Regions from separate parts of the Mus musculus genome. Here all the other regions are linked to region 4. Evidence: chromatin contacts called from public Hi-C and HiChIP or PLAC-seq data. All regions are on one chromosome and are shown on one strand. The core of a region is the stretch at or near the end of the contact, and the rest is flanking DNA. Distances in the headings are between cores, read along the strand shown.

Region 1 (3,390 bases), core at 728-3,227, 620 kb before region 4:
ACTCCTAATGCATACCAGCCCCATTAAACAGACTGTGCAGGATGTAACCCCACTCCATGTGTGCGTGCGTGCGTGTGTGTGTGTGTGTGTGTGTGTGTGTGTGTGTGTGTGTGTGGTGTGCTCCTTTATATTCCAGAACATATTCTTTAATATAGAGAATTGTCTAGAGATTTATTGTTCCTAATAGTTTTTCCTGAGTTTATAGTTGCAGTAAGCAACAGGATATTTTGCAGTGGGAGGGTTGGTGTGTAGGTGGCCACTACCATGTTGAAACAAGAGCCAACAACAAGTTTTTGAGATTTTTTTCACTCTATTAAACTTCTTTGTTTTGTTTTTCTTTAATGTTGGAGGTTCTAGACATCTTTATTTGTTTTTTTGTTCCTAAGTGCCTATTGATATTCCTGTAAGCTGAGTTTTTGTTCTTTGCTTGTAGTTCTATGGTTTCAGAGCTGTGTCATTTCTCCGTGAGCCAGCCTTTTAACGGGGGCCTCCAAAGCAGTGTCTGCCATTTAGGAAACTCTGGCGTGGCTCAGTGAAGTTTAAAGTGATTTGGAGGGTGAGATGGAGAGTTGGCCAGTTGATGCACACTTACAGTTAGCTAAGAATAAGTTCTGGTGTTTTGTTGCTTAGTTATATAACTACTGTTAATAATATATATTTCAAAATAACAAAAGTAATTTTGCGCATTTCACTACAAAAAATGAAATAAAAGGTATAGATTAGGAAACAACAAATTTTTATTGGCAGTATCTGTGTAAAATATGGAAGAATGAGCAAAACTCTTGGAACTTATAAGAATTACAATGAGAATATGACATTAACGTGAAAAAGTCAGTTCTATGTAACCAGTGAACGGATAAAGTCAGAAGCTGTAAAGCCGTTTGGCTTGTGTACCATATTCACATACGTGTTTGCAGTACCTGTGATTGTAATTTCCCAAATGGAAACAACTAATACACATTTCAGTAAGTGAATAAACTGGAGTGCTTCTAGACAGTGACATTTTGTTTGTTTGTTTGTTTGTTTGTTTATTGATTATATGTAAGTACACTGTAGCTGTCTTCAGATACTCTAGAAGAGGGCATCAGATCTTGTTAAGGATGGTTGTGAGCCACCATGTGATTGCTGGGGTTTGAACTCAGGACCTTCGGAAGAAAAGTCCATTAACCGAGAGTCAGTGCTCATAACCTCTGAGCCATCTCTCCAGCCCTAGACAGTGACATTTATTTAGACCTAAAATGAGTGATTTTAATATCAAACAACAGGGAGTAAATGTCTGTGCATATTACCAGCTGAAAGAAGCCAGGGTTACAAATCTAGGTACTGCATGATTTCAACTGTGTGATATCCTGGAGACATTATTTTTGGAGTCAGTTAAAAACATTATCAATGCTTGCTATGTCGTGGTGAGGAAAGAGTTTAGGTTGCGTGTACAGAGGAGTGTTAGTATAGTAACTGTACTGTTAGGAAGGATGGGTGGGGTCCTTTGACATTTGCCATCAACCACAAAATTAACAGCCAGACTGAACTTTGAGTGATAATGATGTGTGTCGTGGGTCAGAGTGGGCTCGTCGGTTTTCACAGTCGTACCAGTTTGGTGGGGATAAAGAAACTAGGGAGGGGGTCTTGGATCTCTGGGACAGGGTTATATGGGAAGTTGGTACACTTGAGACTGACATTTGCTGTGAGTTTAAATCTAAAAACTCACTAAGACTTATTATCTGGTAAATAAGTTTAGGGATGTATTATTGCTAACTTAGATAGAGAGGGGAAGGGAGTTCATTGTATATGTTTACACCGGTGTTTGTCTTCTAATAATCCAGAGTTACTCAGTTTATGTGTTTATACCTTGACAACTTTTGAGAGTTTTTGCTTTTGTATGTAACACTTTGATGGATCAGCCTTTTAATAGTATCTGTAGTGGTATCTTGGCACTTGCTACTTCCCGAATGCATCATCAGCAACAGCACGCCTTGGTAACTTATGTCACTGTGTTTAGTTTTGCTAGAGGATTCTATTCTTAGCCTCTTTCCGTTTGTAAAGGGGAGAATAAAGCTTTCTATGAAGAAGTTGGCATTTTGGCCTGGTCCTTGGTAGCCTCTGTCCACTGTTACCTAGGATTACAGTCAGTCAGTCTCCTCTATTGTCCTTGCTGAAGCATGGCTGTTCCCTAGAGGTCATTAGAACCTATAGAACCTACAGGTTCTGTGCATCAATGGGACTGAGTCTATTTACCATGTCCAGTATTATACTAGGAGCTTATTAGGTTTAGTAAGTGGTGGTTGTAAAACTAATGACTGGTTGGCTGAGCAAATAAGGCTACATGAATCACAGAAATAAAGTGAAGCTTAATAAGATTAATAACGCACTCAAGCTTATTGGCAAGTAGGATATCTATATCTTAAATTTAGATATCCTGACACCAAATCATGTTCTTTTTTTAGTTAGTAACTACGCTCTCTTCTAGAACAGCCCTTCTTAGCCTGTCGGTTTCCATCCCTTTGGGGTCAAATGACCTTTTCACAAGGGCCACCTAAGACCACCAGAAAATACAAATATTTATATTATGGTCCATATCAGTAGCAAAATTACAGTTATGAAATAGCAGTGAAAATAATGCTATGGTTGGATCACCATAGCCTGAGGAGCTGTGTTAAATGGTGTCAGCATTAGGAAGGCTGAGCACCATAGTGGATAGGAGAGTGTGTCACGCTGAGTTCTAAAATGTCAGATGAATGCTCGTGACAGTACATTGACAGTAACAGCACACTAGGTTAGGGACTTTAATGCCTTTAAAAGTAACTTAGCCCAAACCATGATGTGTAATCTAGCTCCTGTCCAGCTCTTAGATACAAGAGTATCGATTGCTCAGGAGTCAGTTGTAGCCAAGAGTCTTTGTTTCTGTTACTTTTGTATTGCTGTGATGAAACACCATGACCAGGGCACAACTTCCAGAAGGGAGGGTTTATGTGGGGTTTATGGATCCCGAGGGTAGGAGGACAGCATCATCATGGTGTCGTGCTGAGGATAATGGCATCAGGCTGGCACTGAAACAGCAGCTGAGGCCTGCCATCCAAATCCACAAACAGGAAGGAGAAAGCCCACTGAGAATGGTAGAGCATCAGCCTGCTATCAGACACACCTCCACTAATACCACCACACCTCCTCGTCCTTTCTAAGCAATTCTTCCATCTGAGGACCAGTTATTCAAATATATGAGCCTAGGGGGCTGTTCTCATTCAAACCACCACACTCTGTAAAGGAAAGCATGGATCTCTCAAAAAGCAGAACGAATGGTCAGTGAGGAAAAGAAGGGGATGACTGGAGTCAGTGCTGTTCAATGTGTTGAAAAGTGTTGAAGACCTTAGCGAGGCTGAGGGCTGGAAATAA
Region 2 (3,443 bases), core at 312-2,811, 560 kb before region 4:
AAAAAAGACAAAAGGAAATTCATTATCGACTAGTTCTTGAGGCTAGGGAGTCTGAAATGAAAATTGGGCAAATTGGGTTTTCTCTTAAGGCTCTAAGAGAACCAGCCCTTTCTCTCCTCCATTGCTCCCCGCAGGGCTTCCCACCCTGGCCTCACACCATCCTGTGCTCCATGCCCTTCCCAGTCACTGCTTCCTCTGTGTCTGCCCATAAGGACACCAATCATTGAGTTAGGACTCAATCTAAATGACTTCATCTCAAGATCTTTGCATGGTTGCATCTATAAGGACTGTTATTCCCAATTAAGATAGTTTTCTGAGGTTCTTCATGGATGTAAGTTTTTGAAGGACTTTATTTAGTAGCCATCTACATTATCATCACTGTCCCTTCCTCCTCCTCTCCCTCCTCCTCTTTTTTTCTACGCCCCCCCCCCCCAGTGCTGATGATTGACCTAGAGCCTTGTTAGGCAAGCATCCAACACTGAATTATATTACACTCCCAGCATCCAATCCTTTTTTTTTTTATTATTAGATATTTTCTTCATTTACATTTCAAATGCTATCCCCTAAGTCCCCTATTATCTCCCCCCCCCCACCCTGCTCCCCTACTCACCCACTCCCACTTCTTGGCCCTGGCGTTCCCCTGTACTGGGGCATATAAAGTTTGCAAGACCAAGGGGCCTCTCCTCCTAATGATGGCCGACTAGGCCATCTTCTGCTACATGTGCAGCTAGAGACAGGAGCTCTGGGGGTACTGGTTAGTTCATATTGTTGTTCCACCTATAGGGTTGCAGACTCCTTCAGCTCCTTGAGCGCCCAATCTTAAAACAAAGACTTACGGAGGCAGGAGTTGTGTCCGTTAGACTCTTCGATGCTTCAAGTGCTATTAGGCACTGAGTATTTATTGAATGGGAATGAGTGAATGAGGTTGAAACAGGACCCAAGCAATTCGGTGAATGTAGGCACTGGGTCTGATTTAAGATGTTATTCACAAGCCTTCTGCAGCTCACTTGTTATGATGTTTTCAATGTATTTATATAAAGTTCCATGCCTTAGTAGAATGACAAAAATGTAATCCATTAGTGTGAAAGATTAATGTTATTAATATGCTGATTTTTGAATTATTTTTATACTTTTATTTTCTCTGCTCTTAGCTTTCTTCCCATTTGGTTACTATTACCAGTCTTTTTATTTTAATCTACATTTTCTTTTCTTTTCTTTTTTTGTCCTCTATTGTTTCAATTCTTCACTACTGTGTTTTTTTTTAAAATATGAATCTAGAATGTCTTATAGACACACATGTATGTATATCTGACTAATTAGTAGCGTGCATTTTTTATACCAGCTGCAGACCCAAAGGATTCGGGCAGATTTGAATTTGAGAACAGCAAACCATCCTTATTTAGTGATTTTAGAGTTTCCCTGAAGAAAGGAGAAGCAGTTCGTTTTGTATTTGTAGTGTCTGCATCTTTTCTGACTATCAAACGAGGTCCTAACAAGTGCGGCGACGGTAGACATAATAAGCTGCTCCCAAGCCAACCCAGAAATCCTTTCTCATGCCGCGTCCTGCCGAGTGAGATTGTATGGATGCCTGCAAGGACAAAACTCACTGCGCTGTTGGAACATCCCTAGTACCTCTCTCAGCCTCAGATCTAGGCTTTGATTTGTTCTCTCGAGCTCCTTAAAGCACCTCCTTTGCCGGGTTGGATGGTATTTAGGAATCCTGATGAATGTGCTCATTATCTAATACAAAGTGAGAAAAACCTCTCCCGCCTCGAACTCTGCCACAAACTGTACCCCGCTGAACTCCCGAGATTCATTCAATACTAGATTAATAGCATTTATGTTATTCATATATCTCAGCTGACCTTGATCTGAGCAATTCCCTCCTTTTTAATCTCTGTCCCACACTGGGGAGGTTTTGTCCCACAACAATGGCTCTTTCATACATCAAAGCACAGCCCCCCCCCCCAACATCCCGAGTTTTAATTTTCCTTGCATGCATAATGTATCTCTCCTCTGATCACTCTCTGTTACTTTTTACCTGGGTCTAGTTGATAGATAATGGAATTTTCTACTTATTCAGCAAAAGCCACACATTTAAAAATTAACTTTTTAGCACCTGAATAAAATATATTTATAAACAAAATTTGCACAAATAATTTTTTTATCTCTTTCAAATGTAAGAAATATAGATCATATACTTCAACAAGATCTAGTCTTATATACTGCTATTTGTTCAGTCTTTCAAATACAGTCCTTGTCTTGACAAAGAGTTTTAGCCATTTTGTATTTGTATTATGAATTATTGGCTATATTTAAACAATGACTTTACATATAATATCATGTGTATTTCTACATTATATATATATTTTTTTCTCTGCTCCAGCATAGACATTGGAATACAGAGTAAAGGTCTGTGGACAGCTGAGAGTTTAACTCAGTGAATTGGTCCTGTTATACCTTTAAGGAAACATTATTCAAAAGCTCTTACGCAAAGAGAAGCAATTAAACAAGATCAGCAGCAAATTCTAAAACAAGAGCAGCAGAAATTAGGAATTATTTTCCTCATTCTTAGTAATGGCAAATCACTTCCTTTTAGTTGTATTTGCCTTCACTTGCTTTTTGTGATCAACGAGTAACACCTGCGAGTTATGTCTAAGACAGCAATAAGTTGATTCTTTAGCAAGTAATCTAGTAGTAGACAGGTAAAATGTTTTTCTCTGCCCTCCCCCGCCCCATGGTATTTTTTTTCCAGCTTAAAGTTTCAAATATTTTCTCCCGTGTTGCTTGTTTTGGCCTGTTGCTTCTCCTTAAGGAGGCAGTGCATAGTGTTTCCACTGGCGGGCTATATGATATGATTTCCTACTTTATAAAAATTATCCAGAGTTATTAAACATTGGTGTACACAAGTATCACAGACAGCTGCTCAAAGTGCCCATTTGTTAGCCGCGTCTTGAGAAACTCGGAGAACCTGGGTGTGGATGCAAGAGTGCATTTTAAGAAGTAGCCCTCCTGGTCCTTATGTGCCTGGCCACTATTGTTATCTTAACGTCTTAGACAAAAGCCACGCCTATGTTGAAGAACTTTACTAATTAATTTGGACTTAGTGATATGGACAGTGGAATGTTCCAGATCCACAGGCTGTCCCTTTAATTCTCATGTAGTGGCCACCTTTTGTATGTTACCTAATATGTTTTCTCCACTAACAGATAAAACAATTGTAATGTGTTAACTCATAAAACTACCAGATTGGTGCTATTCTTTTCCAAAGCTGAGACTAACATTAGATTGCCTCTGAAATCTTCAGTAGAGTTTCCCTGCTTAGCTATCACCCACCTACCTGTGGTCCCCACCAGTGTAGATGGTAAATGTACACTTATGTAAACTATGACTGTTTTTTTGTTCTGTGACTATAAAAGTTTATGTAACTATTTTCATGGTGG
Region 3 (3,367 bases), core at 81-2,580, 530 kb after region 4:
GCAGTCAGGAACCTAGGGGAACTGCCCTCTGAGGGGCTCCACCCAACAGCTGATAATTCCCTTGTCAAGCTTCTCCCAACACTCACGTTCACTATTACACACCCTCCCTTTCTTGTTTTCATGAATTCTATAGCTATTAATGCTACTTTGCTGTTTGTTCAAACAAAAATTAAATGGATATCTTGTTCCATTTTGTAACCTTAAAATAATATTTTCCTGTTCAAAGTTTCCAGATGACACTCTGTAGTCTGTTTGTGCTAATATAGTTTTTCTCATGGTGTTTATATTTTCTGTTTTAAAAGTCTCTGAAACAAGGGAAAACATGGCTTGAAGATGAGTATTAGATTATTTTCCTGTCTTTTGAAAGACCGTTTGTTTTTATTTTAAAAATCCCAATGACTGAACGCATCAGTTGACATAAAATACAGCCTTGGCAAACGTGACGATTAAACATCAAATTGATTAATTACTACAAAGGGGTATATATAGACTGTAAAACGTGGCTATCCTTCAGAATGAGCAGTGCACAAAGAAAAGAAAAGGAACCATAAAAAGTAAACCCTGGTTAACAGACTGAAAGGCCTCAGGTCCGTTCTATCATCGCCCTTTCTCCAAGGCATACAGATGTTTTCCTCCCACAGGGAGGAAAAAGGAGAAAGATGAAGAAAGTGTCAGCGCTTCCAGAACAATGGGAGAAGAGTCACTGTTAGCAAAGAGGTTCAGAGGAGTGCCACTTTACACTTGGATCCTTCCTTGCACAGGAAGGAGAAGGCTGGCTTAGAAACAATCAATAGTCTGCTATTTGCAATAAGATTAGAGCAAGGAAGGAAGATTGTGTATTATACAATTCCTAAGAGAACTATACTTTTTAAAAATAGTAATTATGTAGACCTATTTTCCAAACTAGAGTTCTGCAAGTTTGTAGATTTTTTCTTTTTTTCTTTTTTTTTAGTTAGACTAGACGATTTTTTTAGACTAGAAAATATGCAGATCCGAGTCCTGTGACAACTGGTGCACACGTATGACAAAGGATACTCCCTATGTTACCCACGTCCTTTCCTTCTTCTTCATACCCTTCCTTAAACTTTCTTTACGTCTCCATTTCTTTCTGCTTTTGTTGTTTGTGCTCTGTCCTGTGGTGTGGCCTGTCCTCTCATTTTGTCCATCTTTCTGGATTTCGTTTTATGACTCTCTTTCTAACGATCAGTGGTGTTCTTTCCAAGGTCATGGCTTGCAGCATCTGGTGCTCTGGATGAGAGTAGAATCAGCAAGAATTATATCTATGGGGAGGAAGAGTAGGAATTCCCTGGGCCCTGTGAAGGAGCAGACACTCCTTCCATCTGGATATGAACAACATCCCCAGGGTCCAGTCCCTGGGAAAGAGAGCTATGGGGTAGATTCCTCACAGTCCATCATCTGTCTCTTTGGGACCAGTCTCTCTCACACCTGGGTGATGAATAGATTTTCCAATTACAACTGGTTAAGACATGGACTCAGTTACATATTACTTTCAGGAGCAGACGTGGAGTGAGGATGTTGGCAACTGGGAAAGCAGAAACATGAATGCTGGGACTTGCTGCTCTGCTCTGCTGTGCTTTAAAAGAAAAATTGCGATGTTGAAATAAAACTTGTTTCAGATTTTCCAGAGAATTTTAACTCAGTATTTACTGCACTTAATATATTGATGACATTCAAATATATTATATCACAACAGGAGGCCAAACTTCAAGATTAGTTATTGTCTCAGAAAGCTTTAAAAGTAAACACTTTGTCTTGCCTCTACTGCACGTGTTTGACTGCTAGGATTTTCAAGCTCTCTCCCATCCCTGTCTACTTCCTTTTAGTACAATGCACGTGAAGATGTTCCTGGGAAAGGCATTTCTCTTTTTAAATCACCAGACTTATTTTAACTTCGTTAATGGATTTGGCTATTTTGAAGGGAATTATGTTTAAGTTGTAACATAGTATATATTTATGAGGTCATATAGGAAAAGTGAGGCTATTTGTCAAAATGTCTGCTCTTGGCAAATTAATTGGCAAAGTAACAGCACCTCAAAACCTTCAGTGGCCAATTGTTTTTTTAGTCAGTAGTGGGATTTTTTAAAAAATTGACAACATTTTCACATCCAAGAAAGACTATGGCAATGTAGTGGCAATGTTGAAGCTTGCCTGAACCTTTGGGACTGGAAAACGCAAAAGATTTCTCTCATCTCACACCCCCTGCCCCCACCAGGTGTGGCATTCTCTGACATTGTGACACAATGTTATCACCTACATAGTTCCACTCCCTCAAGAGTTAGGAAGAAAGTAAGGAACAAAATTACGGGAACAGGGAATGGCCTTGATCAAAATACACTGTGTGTGCATACGAAATTCTCACACAAAAAGTTTATGTTTCATGTAAGTTTATGGTTTTATGTTGCACCATAGCCATAGTTCATAGCTTCCTGGGCCCATGCAGCCCATGCATATAAGGTTGGACAGTCACAATGACCACCCTGCCTTCTGACGCTCTGAGGTGAGTTTCCATTCACCCTTCCCAAGTGACCAAGAATTCTCCATTCTTTTCCCTGAGCCTCTTTATTTTATGAAATCCCGATTTTCCATTCTCCTACTCGAGCGTTTTCTCCCTTAGGAACAATCTCCTTGCCGTCTGTGACCTGAATAAAGCTGTCTCAACAGTATGGTATGTTGTAGTTCCCCAATGCTGAATTCATGTCACCTCCTGAGGCGACCGTCAGTTATAAAGGGAAAGTGAACGCCATGCAGAGTTCTACCTTTCTGAACATGAAATTTGAGCATGGAGTGAGGAAATGCTCTAAAAGTGGTGAATATTTTTAATATGTTTGCATATGTGCATATTTGTACACATATGCATATATATATATATATATATATATACACACACACACATATGTGCACATATAGAAAGTGTACGCAATTATACACTACAAAGTGTATCCTCAGATTTTCTGCTTGTGATGGGCTTCTCCTCCTTCAATGATGAGTGTGTCGAGAGGAGACAGATGGGAACACTTGGTAGATTTGCTCCTTACTAACAACACAGTGGAGAGAACTCAGCCACACTATAAGACCTCCTATCCTCAGGTTTCTATAGTTCTCACCTCCTTTATGTTGATGTCACGAAGATTCAGATGATGAACTGGCATTAAATGTCACGGTGGGGATGGCTGTTATTACATAAATCATAATTTTATCAAGCTCCAAAACCCATCATTTCAGTCTGTAGTCCGTGGTGCTAATGGTAGGCGGTAGCAACCAGGCTTTATCATAGTGCTATAATTCTAAAAGCCTTTTTTACAGTACTGTGTAGCCTCCCCAGCCTTAAGCAACCTGGCTCAGAACT
Region 4 (3,539 bases), core at 129-2,628:
TAAAACGAAAGAAAAATAGCTTCATCCAGAGCCCCACTGCACCCGCCAGGCATACACAACTATGAGCCCCGGGGATCGGAAACTTTTCCGTGAGGACCTGCTTGCTGTGCAAAGTAGCATCTTTTGGAAGAAAAAAAAAAGTTGATTTCTACAGATCCCTGGCCGCCTCCAATGCAGCCCCCCCCCCTTCTGCGCTCTCCCAGTTCCTCTCCCTCCCCCTTTGAGTGCTTTGAAACCCCCATTAAGAACAGTGTGTGATCAGACTAAGGATTAGGGGGAAAGGACTTCAGCACTAGGGTGGGGCAAACCGACACAGAAACCCCTTTGTAAAAAAGGCGTTAAGACTCCAAATCTTAAAAACAGTAACACAAAAGAGGGAAGGGGGGAAAAAACTAGCCTTTTTTATTTTGCCACCTACTTTCAGGTAATGGAAAACGATCGCGACCACTTGATATCTCTTCCTGTGCTAAGTCAGCCTCAGTGTCCAAATATATTAAAAAAAAAAAAAAAAGCGTGACCTAGGCCGACCACGAAGAACGGAAAAAAAGAGAAAGCTGCACTTCCGAACCGCAGAGACGCGGCGCCAGGCTGGGCGACGCTCCCACCCGCACCGGGCTAGACTGTCCACACCCGGCAGAGGCGGGGACTCCCTCCGCCTGGCACTCTCGCCTCCGCTCGCCTGCCGGGTCTCCTGGCCCGGTGAGGTGGAGAGGTGAGAAGCCCAGTACCGCAGCCCCACAGGCGCCTCCGCCTCAGGATGGCTCTTCTACAACTTAGCCTTCAAACGAATGGAGGAACAGGTTAGCAATGCCAGAGCCTGCAACAGCGACCTAGAAAACACTTTGTGTTTTCCCTCCCTTAAAGCTCTCGGCGACTGAATCGTCGCCAATGCAGGGATAGGAGTAGAACGCAGTGAAGCGGTCCTCCGCCCCAAACCCCTTACGAGTGAGCTGTCGTGGGACGGGGGATACTGCATAGGCGTACCCTGTAGCCCGGCCATGGCCGAACCCCTGTTCTAGGCGAAGGAGATCCGCGGGGTAGTTCCCTAATGCTCCCGAGAAGCAAGCTGGTTTAGTGGAGAGAGGAACCCGGACCCCACTCCCGGCCGGCTATGGTTCCAGAAGGGGAAAAGCCAAACGCTCCTCACCGTGATCGCGGCTTTGCACCAACCCCTCTCCCTTGAATCCTCTTCTTCCAGCGATGTGCAAATAAATCCAGTCCTGATGCAAACTTTTTCCTTCTTTCCAAACTCTGCTTCAGTCCAACTTCCAAGCAATCGGTGGATTAAAACCACGGGGAAATTTTGGAACCCAGTCCTCCACCGTTGGAACCCTCCCGGATTCCGGGATAGATGACCTCCCTTCCAGAAGCGCACGCGGAGTATTTCCTTTTTCCCCCCTTCTCTCTCTCCTTTTTTTTTTTTTCTCAATGAACAAGAGGCCGAAGCGGCAACGTTGGCGAGTCTCTTTTTTTCCTGGTCGATGAGAGAAAGCGAGGCGAGCACGGCCTTACAAAGAACCTAAGGCCAGCTCGCCAAGACCCGGGGGCCCGGGGCTGCTCCCAAGTGGAGGCAGGCGCGGGGCCGAGGGCCGGGCCGGGCGCGCGCGGGGGCCTGGGCGCTGCGCGCTCCGCCGGCCCCTCTCCTCCGCTGGCGCTGCGGCGCGCAGCTCTCGCTCGTGCAGACTGGGCGTTGCGGAGGCGCGGCGGCGAAGCCGAGGCGGGGGTGGGGGTGCGGAGGGGGTGGAGGCGGCGGGGGAGGAGGGTCTGGGGCCCGGCCGGGGATGGGGGGGGGGGGTACGGGGGGGGAGGGCGCCGCTGGCCTGCGCCCTCGCCTTTCCGGAGGAGGCAGGGAGCTCTGCAGCGGCCGCGGCAGCAGTAAATGGCGTCATGTGGATCCGAGGCGGAACAGAGCAGTTGTTGTCCCAGAGGATATATCGCATCCGGTCCCAGCTCATTGGCTCCGCGGGGCTACATTCACTCGCGCTCCAGCGCCCGCCAGCGCTCCGAGCCGCAGGAGGCATTCAAAAGGGCAACCGCGCCGCCCCGCGCGTCCCCAGCCGCTCCTGCAGCCCCGGCGCCGTCACGCGGGGCCGCGCGGGCCGCCGCGGGGTCAGTTTATCTAGTTTCAAGGAAACACTGACCTTAAAGGGTCCCCCCCCCCATAGCCCCCACCCAGAGGCTACCATACCAGCCCGAGGCTGGCCTCGCTTGGGGAACTTTCTCCCCCTCGCCGCCGGGAGGGGAGAAGGAAGAACGTTGCAAACTAACCCGGCCGCCCGGTGCTAGCGAGAAAAGCGAGTCGCAGCTTTTTAGATTCGATTCGGAATCTCCATTTCGATCCTACCTCTTCTCTCCTGTCTTCCCCCCCACCCCGCCCCGCTCCACCGCACCCCTCCCCCACCGATGCCCAGGGGGCGAAGAGGGTGGGGGAACAGGAGGGGGAGGGAAAGGGGAGCGGGAAGTGAGGTGGGAGGGCTATTGGTTTATTCTTTGTCTACTGGATTAACCCGATTATACACCGGGCACCAGCACAGCCCGCCTCCCCCACCTCCCGAGCCTTGTACGGGAGGAACGGAATGTAGATTCGGGTTTCAAGTCCCTTCTGCTCTGGCTGGGATTGGCTTTGGATTGTGTGTGGACTTGTAGTTTGTTAGAATTTCCTTTTTAAGAGGGATTATCTATAGATGGAGGCCTTTTGAAGATTTTTTTTTTTTGGTACTGTTTTGCTCGATGCAAAAACCTTTTAAATTAATTCTGTAATACCCACGCGATTACTCAGGGCGACATCATGGACTTCCGAAATGGGGGGGGGGGGGAAGAGTCTGTTTCACTACAGAATTCCTCCTTCGCGAAACCATAAATAAAAAGAGCGTCATCTTTCAAATCCCACTATCTGTCACCTAGAACATTCTCATATAAGTTCCTCCTGTTCATGTTGGAAGCGGACTATAGTTAACCATTTAAAACTCTAAATAGGTACTCTCTGGCCGCGGCTGTACTAAGGTGCCTGCACATGGAAGCACGCGCGGGGGGGTGGGGGTCACTGAAATGCATCCACACGCACACGTTGCAATTTTAGCTGAGATTTTACATTTTTTTTTTTTAAACCGGAAGGTACCTGCTATAAGGTCAAAATCCCCGCACAGCACCTGCGACCTTGCACGGTGCGAGGTTAGAGCTCCTAAAAACGTGGAGATTGACTTCTCTCGCTCCAGTCCTCACCTGTTCGCTGCTACCCTGGGCTCTAGCTGCCTTCTGGCGACGTCTCTAACTTATCCTGGCACCTCATTCGCCTGGCTTGCGCTCTCTCCTTGCCCTCTCGGTGTTTCTCCAACCACTCTCCTCCTTCGCCTAGGGTTTGGAACTAGAGATGGCAGGGGAAGTGGCATGCGTTATTTCCGGGCGCTGGCCTGCGTCCCCCCAACTCCACGGCTGAGGGTGGAAGACGCTCGATCGGCCGACTCAGTCGCGTCCCAGCCACTCTGGGCTCAGGACAGCAGGGCCTCTCCGGCCACCGCGGCTCACGCGGCGTCGGAATC
Region 5 (3,762 bases), core at 580-3,079, 540 kb before region 4:
TGGTTGGCTAGTATGGCTGACCAGCAGGCCCTGGGCATCCTTCTGTCTCTGCCTCCCAACACTGGAATAGAGGTGCTTACCACGATTGCAGACCATTTCCAGGAGCCCTGGGAGGGAATGCATGCTCAGAATGCACGTTCAGGTCTCTGTACTCACCCAGCAAGAACTTCATGCACTGTGCCATCTCCCCAGCTCCAAACGGCTTCTTTAAAAGTAAGGGAAAAAAAGTCAAATTCTATGCACTGATACTTTTTAGACAACAATAAAGGGAAATAAAAATCCCCTACAGGTACAAAGTACAGACTATTTTTAGATTTGACAGGAAAAAGCTTATACTATAAATTATTAAGATTATTCTAAAAACTTGCAGTAAAGGATTTTCCTTTTGATTTGCTGTTTCCTGGGAAACACATTGTCCCTCCCTCCGTCCTCCCTCCCTCTCTCCCTTCCTTTCTCCCCCCTCCCTCTCTCCCTTTCTCCCCCCTCCCTCTCTCCCTTCCTTCCTTCCTTCCTTCCTTCCTTCCTTCCTTCCTTCCTTCCTTCCTTCCTTCCTTCCTTCGTTCCTTCTTTGTTTTTGTTTTAAATCTACTTGCACCTCTCAAATGTAAGTAAGTGCCTTAAGTTTACAACTATTTTCTTTTTCTTTCTTCTGTCTTTCTAGGCTAGTCTGGAACTCACTATGTAGCCTAGGCTGATCTTTAACTCGAAATCCTCCTGCCTCAGCCTCCTGTTGCTGGCATTACAAGTGTACCCCACCATTTCTAGTTTGAATCTTAAAAAAAATAATCTGGTTGGGGTAAGCTAAAATCCCAGAAGCTACTGACACAAATCTCAAGAGGTTTATATGTGAAAACTTGGAGTTTGTCCAAGCCACTTGTGCCTCCCCCTGCTCTGGGTTCGGATACTCTTTTTCTTTCAGGCTGGGCCATGATGCTTGATTGTTCATGTATGATGCCGTTAGCATCCTGCTTTCGCTATGTATTTGCACTGTGTGTTCATCCAGTCACTCATTCACTCTGCAGGGTCGTTAGTCATTAGTCATGAGTTTCTCTTTGTTTTTTATGTGCATGTGTGAGTTCGTGAGTGCCACACGAATGTCTCATGTCCCCAGAGGTAAGATGCTGGCATCAGATGTGCAGGACTGGAACTACAAACATTTGTGAACTTCCATGTGGGCCACCTCTGTGTCTTATTACTAGTCATTTGATGTAGAAAATAATTTTCACAAAGGGAGATGACAGACAGATTTCTTTATGTATCATTTTGTGAGTCTGACATATAACATAAAATATATGACTCTGGACATGTGTTCAAAGGCCTCAGACAACATTCTGGAACAACTAATGATCTGGAACCATAACAATGTTGAGAAAATAGTGCACGTAAAGTTTAACTTTATATTCCATCTTTAGCACAATTATTTGATTATTATTATTATTTATTATTATATAATGTACATAATATGATTATATTATTATGATGATGACATTATCATGATTCTGTTGGTTTAGAATGAAATGAGGTACTTGCAAAGTGCTTACAATAGGCTTAAGAATGACACCTATATTCACAGTGGAATCGTGTAGGAACATGACCCTGGAGGAAGGACACCCATGTTGTCATGGGTGCACACCCATGTTGTCATGGAGACCTAGAGGGGACTGATGCTTCGTCAGTTACTAACGTGGTGGGCCACCTTGGAAGTTCCATTCTTTCTCTGAGGCCCAGTTTCTTTATCTGAGAAACAAATCTTGCCTTCCTTGCAGACTCGAGACCGGAGTTGAATAAGAAGGAGTTTAAGGCCAAATGAGGAGGGGAAGACAGAGAAGGCATTAGATGACACACTTCCCCTTTAGCAGGCCTCAGGGACTCCTGGCTTATGTGTTCCATGTTTGTCAGGGCTGTTGAGTCATTTAAGCTGAAATGAAAATTGTGAAGTCCTCCTTCCTTCTCACAAACGAAGATAACAGAGTCAGATTTCTGCTTTGGAATGTAACCAAAGCCATGTTGCTGTTCCAGCTAGAAAGTGGTTTCTCCACTGCAAATGTTCGATTTAGATCTTAATAGAAGCTATTTTTAACTATCGTTTTATTCGTTTCATTACTAATCCTAGGCTCCACAGAGAGGCAGTGAGATCTATTAACATGAATGTGGAAGCCAGTTGGAAGGTGGGAGTCAGAAATCATTGCTCTCAGTAATATACACATTTTTTCCCCACTGACCGTGTTTTCGTGATTCTCACTTAGCGGATAGTAACAATAATACCCTTTCCCACCGCTGTCTTTGCGATTTGATGTAACTCAAGAACTTGTTTTCATAATTTGTCATTTTTAATATGCTTCTGTGTTTAGTCTTTTCATATCTAGAATGTTCAGTCATATTTCCCCCTCTTTCCTCTGTTTATTTAGTCTCCTTGAGCCTCCTGGTGCACTGGCAGGCCTGATGGTACACCATTCTTCTTTCTGAGGACAGCTTAGGTCTTTGGGCTTTTCTGTCTCTCAGGTTTGTCTACTGCCAAGACCGATCGAAAGGCACTGAATACATACTAGTGGCCTTAACAAAATGCTTTTGGATGGATTTTTGTTAAAGTAAATAATACCAGCAATGAATAAAATAAGAAAAGATTGTAAGCATGAGACAATCTTTGGGTGCTTTTTCCTTAACACAACTTTATATTTCAGCAGAAGGACACCTAACCTTCTGGGCTGAGTTTCTTCAGGCTACTCCTGGGCATTTCAATTAGTGAAAATGTGAATGACTTAATGGGTTTTTTGGTTTGTTTTGCTTTGTTTTTGTTCTTCATGAACGTGGGTCTAAGACCCACGTAAACAGGATTGAAATGGAAAGAGTGATCCATAACTGTGCTACGTACAATAGTCAAAAGATAGATGAACGGAAAACAGGCTTATAGATAAATGGGGAGAAGGCTGAAGGAGGATAACATGGGGCACACATATAACAGAATACTAGTTCTCATAGGCTGGACAGATCAGCATAAAGCACACACACACATACAATAGATAGAATATCGGTCAGCCTTAGAGGCAAGCAGTTCGGACTTATCCTGCACAAGGGCAAACCTTCAGAACAGTACACTGAGTGGAAATTTCCAGTCATAAACTCAAAGATACTACGATAGGGAGATGCCACCATGGGTAAGCATGAGGGTCTGAGTTTAAAAACTCAGCGTTATGTACAAAACCAACATGGCTATACATGCCAGTAATCGCAGCACTGGGGGGTTAGGAAGTATGAAGCTTGGAGCTAGGAAGCCAGGAGCTTGCTGGCTAACTATCGAGCCTTGGGTTCAACGAGAGGACCCATTTCAACAAAATGAGGTGAAGAGTAACTTCCACATGCAGGTTGATGGACATTCATACACTCAGATGCACATGCCATACATATTGCATCCGTGAGGTACCTAGAGTGGCCAGCTCTATAGAGAGAGCAGAATGCTGGTTGACAGGAATCGTGACGAAGAGAGTTTTAGTTTCACAAGGCAAAAGAATTCTGCAGCGTGTTTGCACAAAAATAAATGTACTTTCCAATCCTAGATCATGTATTTAGAGATAGTTAAAATAGTGACTTTCATGTTGTATATATTTTACTACAATTTAGAAATAGTACTTTTTAAAAAGGAAAAAAAACCTAGAAATACTAAATAAAAGAATTTTGCTCGTCTATGGAATTTCTCTCCCTTTATGACCTCCCATAATACAGTGTACAACTTTTAAACCACAATAACTTCAGCATTAGGACATT
Region 6 (3,302 bases), core at 667-3,166, 520 kb before region 4:
TCACTTACAATCTTTATTCTGAGAAGATGTACAGGCCCAATGATTCTCTACTTCGGTTGTAGACTCTTGAATCATTGGGACTGTCTCCACTGTGACCATGGTCAGTGGGACTGTCTCCACTGTGACCATGGTCAGTGGGACTGTCTCCACTGTGACCATGGTCAGTGGGTCTCCACTGTGGCCATGGTCAGTGGGACTGTCTCCACTCTGACTGTGCCCTTGGCTCCTTGTTGTTGATTTTTGGTGCCACACTCTGAAGATGGCATTTCTCCTTCCTTACCTCTAGTTCTATGTGGCTTTAATACCACCAATTTATTCATCCTTGGTGAACATGCTTAAGTCTAAAGTTTGTTGTTTCAGCATCTTTCTCCTACCTTTGACTGACAGTAAGTCAGTAAGGTGCATACTAGACAGAACTGGATATCTGTGTAGATAAGCAGAACAACACAAACTTTTGTTAACTGTGGCTCCCTATCGCTTTAAAGATTCTATTTGTGTAAGTTTTATGTATGTTGCTCATTTTATTGCTTATTTATCTCCTTTAATGTTCATGTGTGCAGCAGAGGCATGGGCTTGAGTTTGATTTTCTAACTCCTGGAAAGACAGCAACGTCTGCACTCACAGGAAGTGTACGTACATCATTGCTACCCAACAGATGAGAATCTGTCATAAAAGTCTGTTTATTTTGTTCAAGTTATGAAATAAAATAAATATACATTTATCTATTTTGAACAATATTGCTCAATAGTATGAAAGTGAATTACATGTCCCTGGTGAGGGAGGAAGTATTGAATATGAGTGGCCACTGCTTTTTAGTTTAGTGGAATATTAATATAAACATAGAACGGAGCCAAAGAAGCACATGGCCAAGGATGGAGCAGGTACTCAGGGACCTTATTTTAAATGAGGACTCTTCAGGTCTTAGGCTTTCTTTCTCTTCAGATCATAATAAATAGCTGGAACTGCTTGATAATTACATGAAATTTTGATTAGGATGTCTTACTTGTACTTATTAATGAGGTTGAGTGTGGTATCTCAACACATGTATGCAATGCGCTCTGATGGAATCCAGCCCCGCCTCCTTTTCCCTCTTTTTCTTTCTACTCTCTGGTCTTTTACTCTTGTACATTCACAGTGAATTGTTGTTGTTTCCACACATGAGACAGAATGCACAATACTTGTTCTTTTCCAAATTCATTGCTTCTCCTTTATCTATTCATGACCACACACGGGTCTTTTATCCATTTTAAAGGATAGTTAACATAAACATTAGGTGTTATTTAGTATTGTGTTAAGAAATACATTTATACAAATAAAGGCGTAAAAGTTAATTATTGCGTGTGTACACGTGTGTATGTTTAAGTAGGGCATGGGAGGTCAGGGAAAAAGTTGTGGAATTCAATTCCCATCTTTACATAGTTCAGAGGTTCCTCTGCAGGTCACCAAGTGTCTTTACCCCCTGAGCAATCTCCGTGATGTTAGAAAAGCTCTTTATAATAATAATAATTAAAAAAGCATAATTTTAGAGCCAATGTTATATAAGAAAATAGTTTAAAATAGAATAAGTAAATCTCTCCAGATCCTATAGAAAAGACACTTCCAAAGGAATAAACAAGAAGAGAGTTGAATGACGCACTAGTTAAAAAAAAGGAAGCAGTCGGTTTTTTGGGTGGGATGACAGTCTCAGAGGGATTCTTTGTAGGCCTGGGTCTGGAGAGTTTGAGGACAGTGGCTGGATATGGATGGATACTACAGGTTAGATCCCCTTGGGATCTGCAGGTGACAAGGCCATCACCACTCATCTAGGTACTAGGGCTGGGGTCACCAGAACCTTTCACCTTAGGCATATGGAGGTACGCTATACCACAGCTGCATGCCAGCTGTGTGTTTTCTCTGGAACTGAAGCAACATGGCTTTCTGGGGCAGTGACCATTTGACTATGGAGAAGCGTAACCAGCCTAGCAGAGAGGCCCACGTTTCCCTCAGTGTGAAGCTAATGGCATATGTTCCAGGGGCCCTCTTAACCCCTGACAGCAACTGGAATTCTCCACCCAGGAATGGGTGGGTGTTTTAGACAAACAGGCAGAACAGATTTAAAGTTGCTCTTCAATGGCTCTTTAGGTTACAAGGACACCTGTGTTGGCTTGAGCTTGGAGCCTTTGATTCTACCCCAGAGATTCATAAAAGCAAATACCTGTGTCTTTTTCTCTCTGTTTCTCACTCAAAAATAAGGATTTCTGGCCAGAGGATTCTCTAAATTCCAGCTGGAATTGGAATGACCAGCCTAAGATCTTAGCAATTAACTTGACTGTGAAGCTTTCTGCAATAAAAAGACACTCTTGCCTCCCTCCTAATCAGGCTGGAAATATGATAGATTCAGTTAATCTTCACCAGGCAATTTCAGACATTTTAGATCCACTTCTACTGTGTGATTAATTGCTTCAGCATTTGGCAAGTCTGGAACAGGAGAGCTGAGGAGGGCGAGCAGGCTGCAGCTGGCCCGATGTTTGTTACTGCTCAGGCCCGGCCTCTGTTCTTCCTCAACAAAGTGCAGCTGCTTTATGTCTGTCACAATCATTGGGATGACATTTCCGAACTGGTAATTACCAAAAGGATTCCTGTTGATGCCTTTTGGAGCTGCCAATCTTTGGGGTAGCTCTTGGCTCCTTCTGAGGACAGTGTGTCTGTAGTTGGCTTTTTATCTCCCTCTTCACACTTGAACTGAAAGAGAGGTCTGTGTGGAGACTTGTAGCTCGCTCTCTGGTGCTCTTTTCCTTCCCTTCATCCCCAGAGGGAATGTTTAAGAATATCACAGAGACCTTAAAGCCCTCTGCACGAGGTACTGGCTGAGGAGGGAACTGGGGTGGGTGGGGGGAAGGTACCTCAGAAACATCCAGGAAAACTGAAGTGAGTTATAAATGTTTTTATGTTCAGTGGCGCAAAGGCCTTCATTTTCTAAGGCTTAAATGAGACTCTTCCTCAGAATTTGGTGCACATCAAAAGGAAGAATTTAGACAATCCACTGGCTTCAGTAATCCAGGAGAAGTGCTACAGGTTGGGCTATATCTCTTTATGCCATTATAGTCTTTCAAATATCCAGATGCCATTTAGTAGGCAATTTTAGAGGGAAGACAAATAGTGCTTTGGCTTAAGGGCTCTTTGGGAGGGAAACACCATAGGCTGTGCACAGGAATATGTCTGTTCCCTCTTTCCCCTGACAATGATTTCTTGCAGGTGTGATGGGCCAGGCACTGTCTAAAAGCTGAGAATTGGAACAGGACCAAGTGGAGGCTGGAGCGGGA

What was found. A called contact is a pair of places that touch in the nucleus more often than the background predicts. HiChIP or PLAC-seq counts read pairs in DNA pulled down with a chosen protein or histone mark.
Region 1: an H3K27ac HiChIP or PLAC-seq map of thymic regulatory T cells shows a contact between it and region 4, with 6 times the contacts expected there. The contact joins the enhancer-like site here to the promoter of Spry2 in region 4. A contact is called at or near these places in 5 of 39 promoter capture datasets (the C10 cell line, embryonic stem cells, hippocampal neurons and 1 more), 6 of 484 Hi-C or Micro-C datasets (B cells, LSK cells, cerebral cortex and 3 more), 15 of 115 datasets of contacts at active chromatin or transcription factors (the 230-238 cell line, acute myeloid leukemia, astrocytes and 10 more) and 2 of 9 other capture datasets (embryonic stem cells and macrophages).
Region 2: an H3K4me3 HiChIP or PLAC-seq map of forebrain shows a contact between it and region 4, with 10 times the contacts expected there. The contact joins the enhancer-like site here to the promoter of Spry2 in region 4. A contact is called at or near these places in 3 of 39 promoter capture datasets (the C10 cell line, embryonic stem cells and hippocampal neurons), 2 of 15 datasets of contacts at CTCF or cohesin (the NIH/3T3 cell line and large pre-B cells), 26 of 484 Hi-C or Micro-C datasets (B cells, the N1E-115 cell line, cerebellar granule neurons and 16 more), 31 of 115 datasets of contacts at active chromatin or transcription factors (the NIH/3T3 cell line, acute myeloid leukemia, bone marrow-derived macrophages and 21 more) and 3 of 9 other capture datasets (embryonic stem cells, embryonic tail and liver).
Region 3: a contact with region 4 is called in a Hi-C map of uterus, with 9 times the contacts expected there. The contact joins the enhancer-like site here to the promoter of Spry2 in region 4. A contact is called at or near these places in 1 of 15 datasets of contacts at CTCF or cohesin (the NIH/3T3 cell line), 2 of 484 Hi-C or Micro-C datasets (both in uterus), 5 of 115 datasets of contacts at active chromatin or transcription factors (acute myeloid leukemia, astrocytes, craniofacial prominence and 2 more) and 1 of 9 other capture datasets (embryonic tail).
Region 5: a contact with region 4 is called in a Hi-C map of uterus, with 2.3 times the contacts expected there. The contact joins the enhancer-like site here to the promoter of Spry2 in region 4. A contact is called at or near these places in 2 of 484 Hi-C or Micro-C datasets (nephron progenitors and uterus), 20 of 115 datasets of contacts at active chromatin or transcription factors (acute myeloid leukemia, bone marrow-derived macrophages, craniofacial prominence and 14 more) and 2 of 9 other capture datasets (embryonic tail and liver).
Region 6: a contact with region 4 is called in an H3K4me3 HiChIP or PLAC-seq map of embryonic limb bud, with 6 times the contacts expected there. The contact joins the enhancer-like site here to the promoter of Spry2 in region 4. A contact is called at or near these places in 1 of 39 promoter capture datasets (embryonic stem cells), 1 of 15 datasets of contacts at CTCF or cohesin (the NIH/3T3 cell line), 3 of 484 Hi-C or Micro-C datasets (the N1E-115 cell line, the STO cell line and muscle stem cells) and 18 of 115 datasets of contacts at active chromatin or transcription factors (the 230-238 cell line, SST interneurons, acute myeloid leukemia and 14 more).

Annotation. Positions count from the first base shown.
Region 1 is chr14:105,270,769-105,274,158 of GRCm38.p6, forward strand. All of the region lies in intron 1 of Ndfip2 (Nedd4 family interacting protein 2), which reads left to right. Among named protein-coding and RNA genes, the nearest start is that of Gm24207, 4.5 kb to the right of the region's middle. Within about 2 kb of position 1,978, at least 10 of the 459 cell types and tissues checked have an H3K27ac peak or open chromatin away from gene starts, as enhancers often do. A contact at or near this core is called in hippocampal neurons and thymic regulatory T cells, where this site is marked.
Region 2 is chr14:105,332,045-105,335,487 of GRCm38.p6, forward strand. No RefSeq gene overlaps it. Among named protein-coding and RNA genes, the nearest start is that of Gm24207, 57 kb to the left of the region's middle. Within about 2 kb of position 1,562, at least 41 of the 459 cell types and tissues checked have an H3K27ac peak or open chromatin away from gene starts, as enhancers often do. A contact at or near this core is called in cerebellar granule neurons, cerebellum, cerebral cortex and 7 more, where this site is marked.
Region 3 is chr14:106,427,396-106,430,762 of GRCm38.p6, forward strand. All of the region lies in intron 2 of 1700128A07Rik (RIKEN cDNA 1700128A07 gene), which reads right to left. Among named protein-coding and RNA genes, the nearest start is that of 1700128A07Rik, 57 kb to the right of the region's middle. Within about 2 kb of position 1,331, at least 7 of the 459 cell types and tissues checked have an H3K27ac peak or open chromatin away from gene starts, as enhancers often do. A contact at or near this core is called in uterus, where this site is marked.
Region 4 is chr14:105,895,441-105,898,979 of GRCm38.p6, forward strand. Spry2 (sprouty RTK signaling antagonist 2) reads right to left here and starts at 1,379. Exons shown (of 2, transcript NM_011897.3): 1 at 1,148-1,379.
Region 5 is chr14:105,350,277-105,354,038 of GRCm38.p6, forward strand. No RefSeq gene overlaps it. Among named protein-coding and RNA genes, the nearest start is that of Gm24207, 75 kb to the left of the region's middle. Within about 2 kb of position 1,830, at least 19 of the 459 cell types and tissues checked have an H3K27ac peak or open chromatin away from gene starts, as enhancers often do. A contact at or near this core is called in uterus, where this site is marked.
Region 6 is chr14:105,375,400-105,378,701 of GRCm38.p6, forward strand. No RefSeq gene overlaps it. Among named protein-coding and RNA genes, the nearest start is that of 5430440P10Rik, 51 kb to the right of the region's middle. Within about 2 kb of position 1,917, at least 53 of the 459 cell types and tissues checked have an H3K27ac peak or open chromatin away from gene starts, as enhancers often do. A contact at or near this core is called in the N1E-115 cell line, craniofacial prominence, embryonic basal ganglia and 4 more, where this site is marked.